Linked DNA regions of Mus musculus: regions 1 and 2 are each linked to region 3. The links are chromatin contacts, called in public Hi-C and promoter capture Hi-C maps. All regions are on one chromosome and are shown on one strand. The core of a region is the stretch at or near the end of the contact, and the rest is flanking DNA. Distances in the headings are between cores, read along the strand shown.

Region 1 (2,700 bases), core at 194-2,693, 380 kb after region 3:
GATTTTCTCTCCCCCAGAGGTGTACCACAGTCTCTTATTTTTGTTGAACTGATGACTGGAATCTTTGAAAATGAGGGCTAAGTCCTCTGCTGTGTAAGTAAACTCCGGGACCGGTTTTTTGGGCTCTGTTGCCAAGAACACGAGGGCCATGGCTGCCCAAATGTTTTGGATTCCTTAAAGACACACACAAACACACACAAGGGCTGGAAAATGATTTCGTATTTAAGAACACTTATTGTTTTCCAGATTATTTTGAGTTTGAATTTTAGTGCCTATGTTGGATGGCAACTGTCTGTAACTGCAGTTCCATAGAATCCAGTATTCTCTTCGGGCTTTTGAGGCCAACTTGCACTTATGGGCACATATGCATACACAGACACACAGGTGTACAGAAAAATATATTTTATATAGATACCTTGCAGGACATGGTGGCTCACAGGTTAATCCCAACAGGTAGAAAACAGAGGCCGGTAGATCTTTGCACAGTCTACATAGCAAGTGCCAGACCATCCAAGATTACAAAGCACGACCCCATGTTAAAACTACCACAACAAAACACTTCTTGAGTCTGCTCTTTATTTCTGTGTTTCAGCTTCCTTTACCCTTGCAGGCAGGGTTATGGGAGGACAGTGGAAGAAGACAGTGTACTTGAGTTTGGCAGTTTATTTGTAAGGCTGTTCTTAGGCTAGAGGGGTGTGAGCAGTGCTGGGAGATTGGCCAGATCTGCTGTGAAAGTAATGGCATTCAAAGATGAGTAGGCAGAAAGAAGCAAAGAAAGAAATGAGAGCTGGGCAGTGGTGGTGCACACCTTTAATCCCAGCACTTAGGAGGCAGAGGCAGGCAGATTTCTGAGTTCGAGGTCAGCCTGGGCTACAGAGAGAGTTCCAGGACAGCCAGGGCTATACAGAGAAACCCTGTCTCAAAAAAAAAAAACAAAAAAAACAAAAAAAAAAAACAAAAAAACAAAACAAAACAAAAACAAAACAAAACAAAAACAAAAAAAAACCTCAAAAAACAAAAAACCTTAATCTTGTGAAAGATGAAAACTACACAATCTCAGTGATAAAATGATGAGTTTTTTGTTGTTGTTTATTTGTATTTTTCTTATTTCCTATATGAACACTCATTAATTTTGCTAAAAAATTAATTTTATTACTAAAAAAAATCTTCAAATTAAAACAATAATCAACTATATTGGCCACCTGTAGGGGAAGAGCTTCCATAAATGACTCCGGAAAATACCTGCTTTGTCCAACTAGCCCCTTATCTGGAAATGCCCTACTTCACACATGCATACTCTCCTTAAATTCCCATAACCCCTGTACCGCAGCGCTATGCAATAAATTTGGTCCCTTCGGGCTACCGTCGGAGAGGCCGGAAGGACGCTCCCTATTGCTTCCGGACCGTCGGTTTGCTCCCCGCCCCCTCCTGCCTCCTCACGCTGTTTCCCCTCCCCCGCCGTCTCTCCTTCAGTTTGCCTGGGTTTGGCAAGGCGGAGCCCTGGAGTAAAACCTGGGGTCGGGGTTGTGAGACGCGGCCCTTGCGGTCGGGCGCCAGAGTTGTGGGGAGGACGGACTGAGGTGCGCTGAGGCCGAGGTGGACCTGGGAGGCTTGGCTGGTGCGAGGCTGGGGCTGTGTGTGGGAACTTGGCGGGAGAGGAGCGAGCCGGGGGCGGGCGGGCCTGAGGCGGCGGCTGCGGGTGGGCGCGAGGCGGTGCGTGGGTGAGGCGGTGCGTCGATGAGGCGCGGGAAAGCAGGAGGGCGGCAGGCTGGAGGCTGCTGCGGTTCTGCGTGGCCCGGGCGGCCAAGCGCCTGTGCGCGTTATTCCGAGTGTGGCTGCTGGGTGGTCGCCATGGCTTCAAGCTTTTGCTCTGATCACGTAGGGATGTCCGACTTTTCCTCTCTTCGTCCCTTTTCTTCTTTGCTGGTCGCAGACTCCCAGGGCCTGGTGCAGCCGGGAAGCCCATCCCTTGTGCAGCTGCCCTCTTGCATGGCCCTAGGAGGTTTTAAAAGCCACCTTGCCACGGGAAAGCAAAGAGCCGCGAGGAAAAGGAGGACTAAACAACCCGGGTGGAATTAGTTCATTGCGGCTCACCTGTCTCCAGCCGCCGGTGCCTCGGTTAGACTCGGTGTAGTGACAGAGCCAATTAAGGAACAAGTAGCTCCCAGAAGTATCTTCCTTGGTCGATAAGCACTCTTCGGTTTCCTGAAACCTTGTTTTAGCTAGCTCCCTGGTGCGTGTTGGAGTTCTCCAGGGTCTCCCCGCTCTTAGTTGTTACCCAGAGCTTGGGTCTGTGTGAGAAGATGAGGCTCCCCGGGAAATCTCCAGATCGCCTTGTGGAGGAGGAGGGGAGAGAACAGAGTTTGCAGGCTTTTGATTATGAGACAGAAATGGTGTGAGCCTCGGTTAGAGTTGTTTTCGCTTCTTGTTCATCCTGCACAGGGCCAAAGCATGTCCTCCCTCCCTGGGTGCATGAGTTTGGCTGCAGCGCCAGCTGCAGCTGACTCTGCAGAGATTGCTGAGCTGCAGCAGGCGGTGGTTGAAGAGCTGGGTATCTCTATGGAGGAACTTCGTCAGTACATTGATGAGGAACTGGAAAAGATGGACTGCATACAGCAGCGCAAGAAGCAGCTCGCAGAGCTGGAGACGTGGGTACTACAGAAAGAGTCTGAAGTGGCTTATGTTGATCGGCTGTTTGAT
Region 2 (2,700 bases), core at 201-2,700, 280 kb after region 3:
AGTGTAATCACTCACACATACTACTGGTAAGCAACCCTAATGAAACATCCCACTCCAAAAGAAAAAGAAAAAAAAAAAAAGGTCACGAAAGTAGAAGAGGAACTAGTTGGGAAAAGGAAGGGGACTATCGAGAAGAGGATGTCCCAGGGTGAGGGGTGGGGTATACAATGCCTTATATATATGTATGAAAATATAAATTGTGCACAACTGAACCCCTGCATGCAGAATGCAAGTTCAAAGAGGATCAGTTCAAGTTGGAGGTCGGCATGGTCTAGACAGCAAGTTTCAGGCCATCAAAACCAAACTTGTGTTTGCAGCCACAGGGCAGATATGGAGGTGGAGAACAACTTTCAAGAACAACTCTATCCTTTCACAGTGTGGGTTCCGAGATCAGTCACCTCAAAAGCACTCTATGCGTTAGGTCTCTGTGTGTAATTATTGAGAGCAGCTCAGACTTGAATTCACAGCGATCCTTTTACATAAGCCTCAAGTGTTGGGATTATATGTATGTGCCATCATACCTAGCTCAAAACTAATTCATTTAGGGGCTAGAGAGAGAGCTCAATGATTACAAGCACTTGTTGTTCATGCAGAGAGCCCATGTTCAGTTCTCAGAACCCACCTGGCAGCTTACAATTGTCTGTAACTCCAGGTCTAGGAACCAGGCACACATACTGTGCAAGATACATATGTAGGCAAAACACACATATAAAAATAAAAATTTCTAAAGTCTTCAGAAAAAAGCTAATATACAAAGTTTTAGTATGAGCAATCGAATCTTTTAAGCTTGTGAGGCAAGTGACCCTGAGCTGTAACTTGTAAAGTGGCACCATATTCTCTTCCATTGTGACTGTACCATTTTACAATATCACAGTGTATAACTGTTCCGATTCCTCCACTTCTCTAGCAATTTTGTTATTTTCTGGGGGGTTACTTGTGTCTTTTTGAGACAGGAGCTCCCTGTGCAGCCCTGGGTTCCCTCTACCCATGGGAGGCTGGTGGGTATCAGTCTCCAGACTTAGCTCCGATTTTGTTTTGGTTTTGATAGTGGTCTCTGGATTGGATATAAATGTTATCTTTGACTTGTATACCTCCTAAATATCTCTGAATGATTACTAATGTCAACCTTTCACATGCTTCTTGGCCATTTGTATCTTTTCTTTGGAGAAATGCCTCTCCATGTCTTTTGGCATTTTTCCCCCTTTCATTTTTAAATTTGCTTTTACCAACTTTGAAAGTAATCTATGTTTGGTGTAAAACAAACAAACAAAAGCATTAAATTGAAACAAGACTACTCCCTAACTCTTCCTCTGAGAAAGGTTCTCCAAGATGGTAAAGCTCCTGGCTACTGCCTTCTGGGGATTCCTACTTCCCTCCTAACTGTGGCCTACAAGCAAGGACTCTGTGTTCCCAACAGCAGCTACATTCTTCCCGTCTTGCTTCCGGTCTTTGTACTTCCCTTTCCTTTTCTAGGAAGCCTCTCTAGCTAACATCCCATTTCACTTCCTTTTCACCACGTCAGCCTAAAGATGAAATGTGTCCTCCCCCAAAGTCTTGAGGTCTTCAGTCTAATATGGGCCTCAGTTACACAGCAGTAGTGTGAATACCCCTGTCCTATTGAAGTGCTCTCATCTGTCTAGCTGATTACTGTCCTCCCCACAAGAGGCGCAGCACATGAAGAGATAGACTTTAACTCAAAGGAGTCAGAAAATACCTCAATGCTCTAGTCTACTGATTATTCAGATTAGAAAGAATGTGAAAAAACAATACTGTGTTAGGGGTCACAACTTTATTCCCAGAATTAGAAGGCAGAGACAGGCAGACCTCTGGAAGTTTCAGGCCAGCCAAAGCTACAGAGTCAGACCTATTTACAACAAAACAAAAACAAGTGCTAAGCAGGGTGTAGTGGCTTGAGCCTACAGTAGCCTCTGAGAAAAGAGGCTCTCCGTACATTTGTGTAAAGCCTGGGCTATACAAGGCTTGATTGGATTACCAAGTGGGATTCTGTCAAACAAAATGGAGGTAAGTGGTGAGATGTTTCAATAGATAAAACATTTGCTGCCAAGCCTGCTGATCTGAGTTCCCAGAACCTACATGGGAGGGGGGGGGGGCGGTGAAGGGGGAGGGCGCGGATACCTATTCCTCCAAGTTTTCTCTGACCTTCATACATGTGTAGCACATGTGTCAAGATACACACACACACACACGCAAAATGTTTAAAACACACAATGACACACACACACATTCATTAAGTTCTCTTATAGCCACAAATACCCTCTAGGAAGATTTATCAACCTGGAAAGAGTACTCAACCAAAGGACAGGAGGTCAAGAGACAACTATAGATCAAGGCAAACTGTGCCACAACTATCACCCATTACTCAAATGCCCATTCATCGTATCTGTGAATCTTCTACTGAGTTGCCTATGTTGCCATTCCTATGAGACCATATAAATTCTCCAATTTCACTGACTGCACACTTACTGTTTTCCCTTTGGGCAGCTAGGCTACTCTTAGACCACATATTAGTCTATCTACCTCTTCTGTTTACCTGCCTCCAGTCAGTTTGTCTTATCAACTTGGTCATCAAAATGCTTAGAAGAAAAGGAAGGTCTTTCTTCCCCTACACTAGCAACAAAGGCATGCCTATACAGTTACTATCGCTGTCTATCCATGGACACTAACTGAACTGGATGAATA
Region 3 (2,700 bases), core at 150-2,649:
CCACTGTGGGCTGTATGTAGCAAGATTATCAGTGAACCAGAAGCTGTAGTGCTCTGTGGTGGAGCACTGGCCTCCAATGAGTTAGGTCCCAGCACCAAAACCAATAAAGGCATTAATTAATTGCCTTGTTTATTGTTGTGTGGGTGGAGGCAGCTCTAGGGGACAAGAAAGGTCTTAGGGAAGGAAGTTGCTCCTGACTCTTGGGCCTCTGGAAGCAAGAAGCAGAAACTCCTAGCCAGACCGCCTGACTGGGGCATCACGCATGCCCGTTGCCTTGGCAGCACTGAGAGCAAGCCCCGCCCTGCTGTTTCCCCTTCCTGTACCGTACCCCTCCCCCCAGGTCACACACATACAGTTTTTCTTTTTGTGTAGCTCTCCATGTTTGTCTCTGTCTAACTGACTCTGTATCTCCCAGCCCTGGGCTCCTGACCTGCAGGGAGAGGGGAGTAAAGCCCGGCCCACTTCCTTATCTCATCAGAGTGGACAGTCAGCAGCAGGGCAGGCGAGCTAAGCATGGGCTTCAGCCACGGCTAGGCTCTGCTCCTACCTTTCCTAAAGATTCAGGAGTTTGAAGTTTCTGCAAAGCAAAAGGAAACAACCCATAGGGTGACTTTTGCTTGGGTTTGCAAATCTTTCCTCTTCCTGCAGTGGTTGGCCAGAGAGAGCAGAGTCAAAGGACAGTGAACGTACGCACGCGAGATAACCGGCAGCTCGGGGAGCGAGACCTGGCCGAGTCCGTGCAGAGACTGCTGGAGTTACAGAACGCCAGGGTCCCCAATGCAGAAGAAGTGTTCTGAGTCATGTCCATTGGTGATGTACAGACTCATGAGAGCCGTCCGTCCCTTTCCACGGGACAGTAACCCAGCTGGCAGCCCCGCATGTCCCCGAGGCCTCAGAACTGCTCTCTGAAAATAGACATGGTGTGGGGGCTCCCCACAGAAAGGAATGCTGTACTGACTGGATAGAAGGAGAATAAAAATATACTTGAAGCCAAGGCTGTGCCTTCATCTGAGTCCGAATGCTTTACTCCCTCTTTCCCAGACCTGAGGCAAAGGGATACTGAGGCCTCTGACCAGCAAGGGCACTGCCTCAGGCAGCCATTCTCCTCCCACTCCCACTCAGGAGAGTGTCAGATCCATTCTTTATAAAGGACAGTATGCAGATGGGAAACTGAGGCACAAATTAAGGGTCCAGATGACAACTTGCTCCATGATCCTCTGCATCAGTTTGGAGGGGATCCAGGAGTGCTCCCTTCCATCACCTCCATTCTTCCCAGGCTAAGGAGGCTCCAGGAGTCTGGGAGGAGTGGCTGTAAGAGGAGGAGCAGCAGGGACTGAGTCATGGCAGGAAACAGGGGGGCGGGAGATAGCATATAAAGAGAGACAGACAGCAGGCCTTGAAGTTCACAACGGCAGTAGCAACAGCCAGGGGAGCAGGCTTGCAGCAAGTGGCCCAACCCCTTCAAGTCTAGATCTGCCTGTGACAACCAGCTTCTGGGTGACCAGTGACCAGTTCTTGCCCCAGGATGGGGACCGTATCCAGAGCAGCCTTGATCTTGGCCTGCTTGGCTCTTGCTTCTGCTGCCTCTGAGGGAGGTGAGTCGGGGTGGGGTCAGCAGTTGCTTAAGAGTCTGGCTCCAAAGAGCTCAGCAGTTGGGTGATTGGCTTCCTTTATATGAACATGTCACTGTGAAGTGGGGCTGAACCTTTAACCATGGAGGCTGGAACAGGAGCAGAATAGCTAGAGGTAGTTGCTAAGAAACACAAAAATTAGAGTCAAATAGACACAAGACAGGTGAGTTTACAGGGTGAGGATCCTCCTGTCAGAACACGTGAGGAGGGACGAGGAGGCAGGTGAGGAGGAAAAGAAGCCCTCGGGCTGCTAAAACTCAGCCTACCGAGCCAGGGAGCCTAGACTGGCTCACTCTGGTCAGAGGACGAGTTAGAGTTCACCCACATTCACCCCCTATTACACACACGCACTGCTTTGAAGTCTGAACAAAAGGAAATACCAACTCTGGACAGGACAGAGACTTAGATCCTTCTATAGATAGCCGTGTCTGAGACAGCTCCACCTCGCTGCTGTCCTGGTTCCTAGGTTTGTGCCTTCGGTTCAGCTCCAGATGTGAAGGTGCTTTGCCAGCCTGGTGACCTGTATTCCGTCCCAGTAACCCACATGGAAGGGGAGAAATGACTCCCACAAGTTGTCCTCTGACCTATACACATCACCACGGTGACACACTGGCCCCCTCCACACATACACAAATAATATTTTTCTTGTTTAAGAAACCTAAAATAAGCTGAGATTGAAGGGGAAGGCACTTAAACATTTGGCTAACCGTCCCACCCAAAGGCCAAAAGTATTTTTAAAGGCCTATAGGAAGAAGTTTGAAGAGAGGTGGATCCTGGAACATCAGCGCATTGGAGGGGACGGCAGCCACAAGCCCCATCCAAGGGAGATACTGACAGGAAATCAGACCTCCATTCCCAGCCACATTCTTTTAGACCCCAACTCAGAACCCAGCCACTCAGAGGGGAGGTGTGTGACAGGTGGCTCCCCCACAGCGGGCTTTCCACAGTCTCGGCCTCCACAGCCTCCCCATCCTCTGTCCAGGACCAGGAAAGGACGCCTCAAAACTGCCTGACTTTTGTCTTTCCTTCCTCTAGCCTTCAAGGCTTCAGACCAGCGAGAGATGACGCC

What was found. Promoter capture Hi-C pulls out the DNA fragments that hold promoters and counts their contacts. Hi-C and Micro-C count contacts between places; a contact is called where the count stands out from the background.
Region 1: a promoter capture Hi-C map of hematopoietic stem and progenitor cells shows a contact between it and region 3, with 6 times the contacts expected there. The contact joins the promoter of Setdb1 here to the promoter of Ecm1 in region 3. A contact is called at or near these places in 2 of 39 promoter capture datasets (hematopoietic stem and progenitor cells and liver), 1 of 15 datasets of contacts at CTCF or cohesin (large pre-B cells), 1 of 115 datasets of contacts at active chromatin or transcription factors (pancreatic cancer cells) and 1 of 9 other capture datasets (liver).
Region 2: a contact with region 3 is called in a Hi-C map of bone marrow-derived macrophages, with 27 read pairs. The contact joins the enhancer-like site here to the promoter of Ecm1 in region 3. A contact is called at or near these places in 8 of 39 promoter capture datasets (the C10 cell line, cranial neural crest, embryonic stem cells and 5 more), 1 of 484 Hi-C or Micro-C datasets (bone marrow-derived macrophages), 2 of 115 datasets of contacts at active chromatin or transcription factors (large pre-B cells and microglia) and 3 of 9 other capture datasets (adipose tissue, liver and pancreatic islet).

What each region holds. Positions count from the first base shown.
Region 1 is chr3:95,355,945-95,358,644 of GRCm38.p6, reverse strand. Setdb1 (SET domain, bifurcated 1) reads left to right here and starts at 1,443. Exons shown (of 22, transcript NM_018877.3): 1 at 1,443-1,580; 2 at 2,443-2,700. The coding sequence starts at 2,452.
Region 2 is chr3:95,456,696-95,459,395 of GRCm38.p6, reverse strand. The region is part of intron 3 of Arnt (aryl hydrocarbon receptor nuclear translocator); the gene reads right to left. Among named protein-coding and RNA genes, the nearest start is that of Arnt, 24 kb to the right of the region's middle. Within about 2 kb of position 1,450, at least 25 of the 459 cell types and tissues checked have an H3K27ac peak or open chromatin away from gene starts, as enhancers often do. A contact at or near this core is called in adipose tissue, bone marrow-derived macrophages, liver and 1 more, where this site is marked.
Region 3 is chr3:95,738,268-95,740,967 of GRCm38.p6, reverse strand. It overlaps Ecm1 (extracellular matrix protein 1), which reads left to right and starts at 1,399. Exons shown (of 11, transcript NM_007899.3): 1 at 1,399-1,595; 2 at 2,667-2,700. The coding sequence starts at 1,526. It overlaps Tars2 (threonyl-tRNA synthetase 2, mitochondrial (putative)), which reads left to right. Exons shown (of 18, transcript NM_027931.3): 18 at 649-994. The coding sequence ends at 797.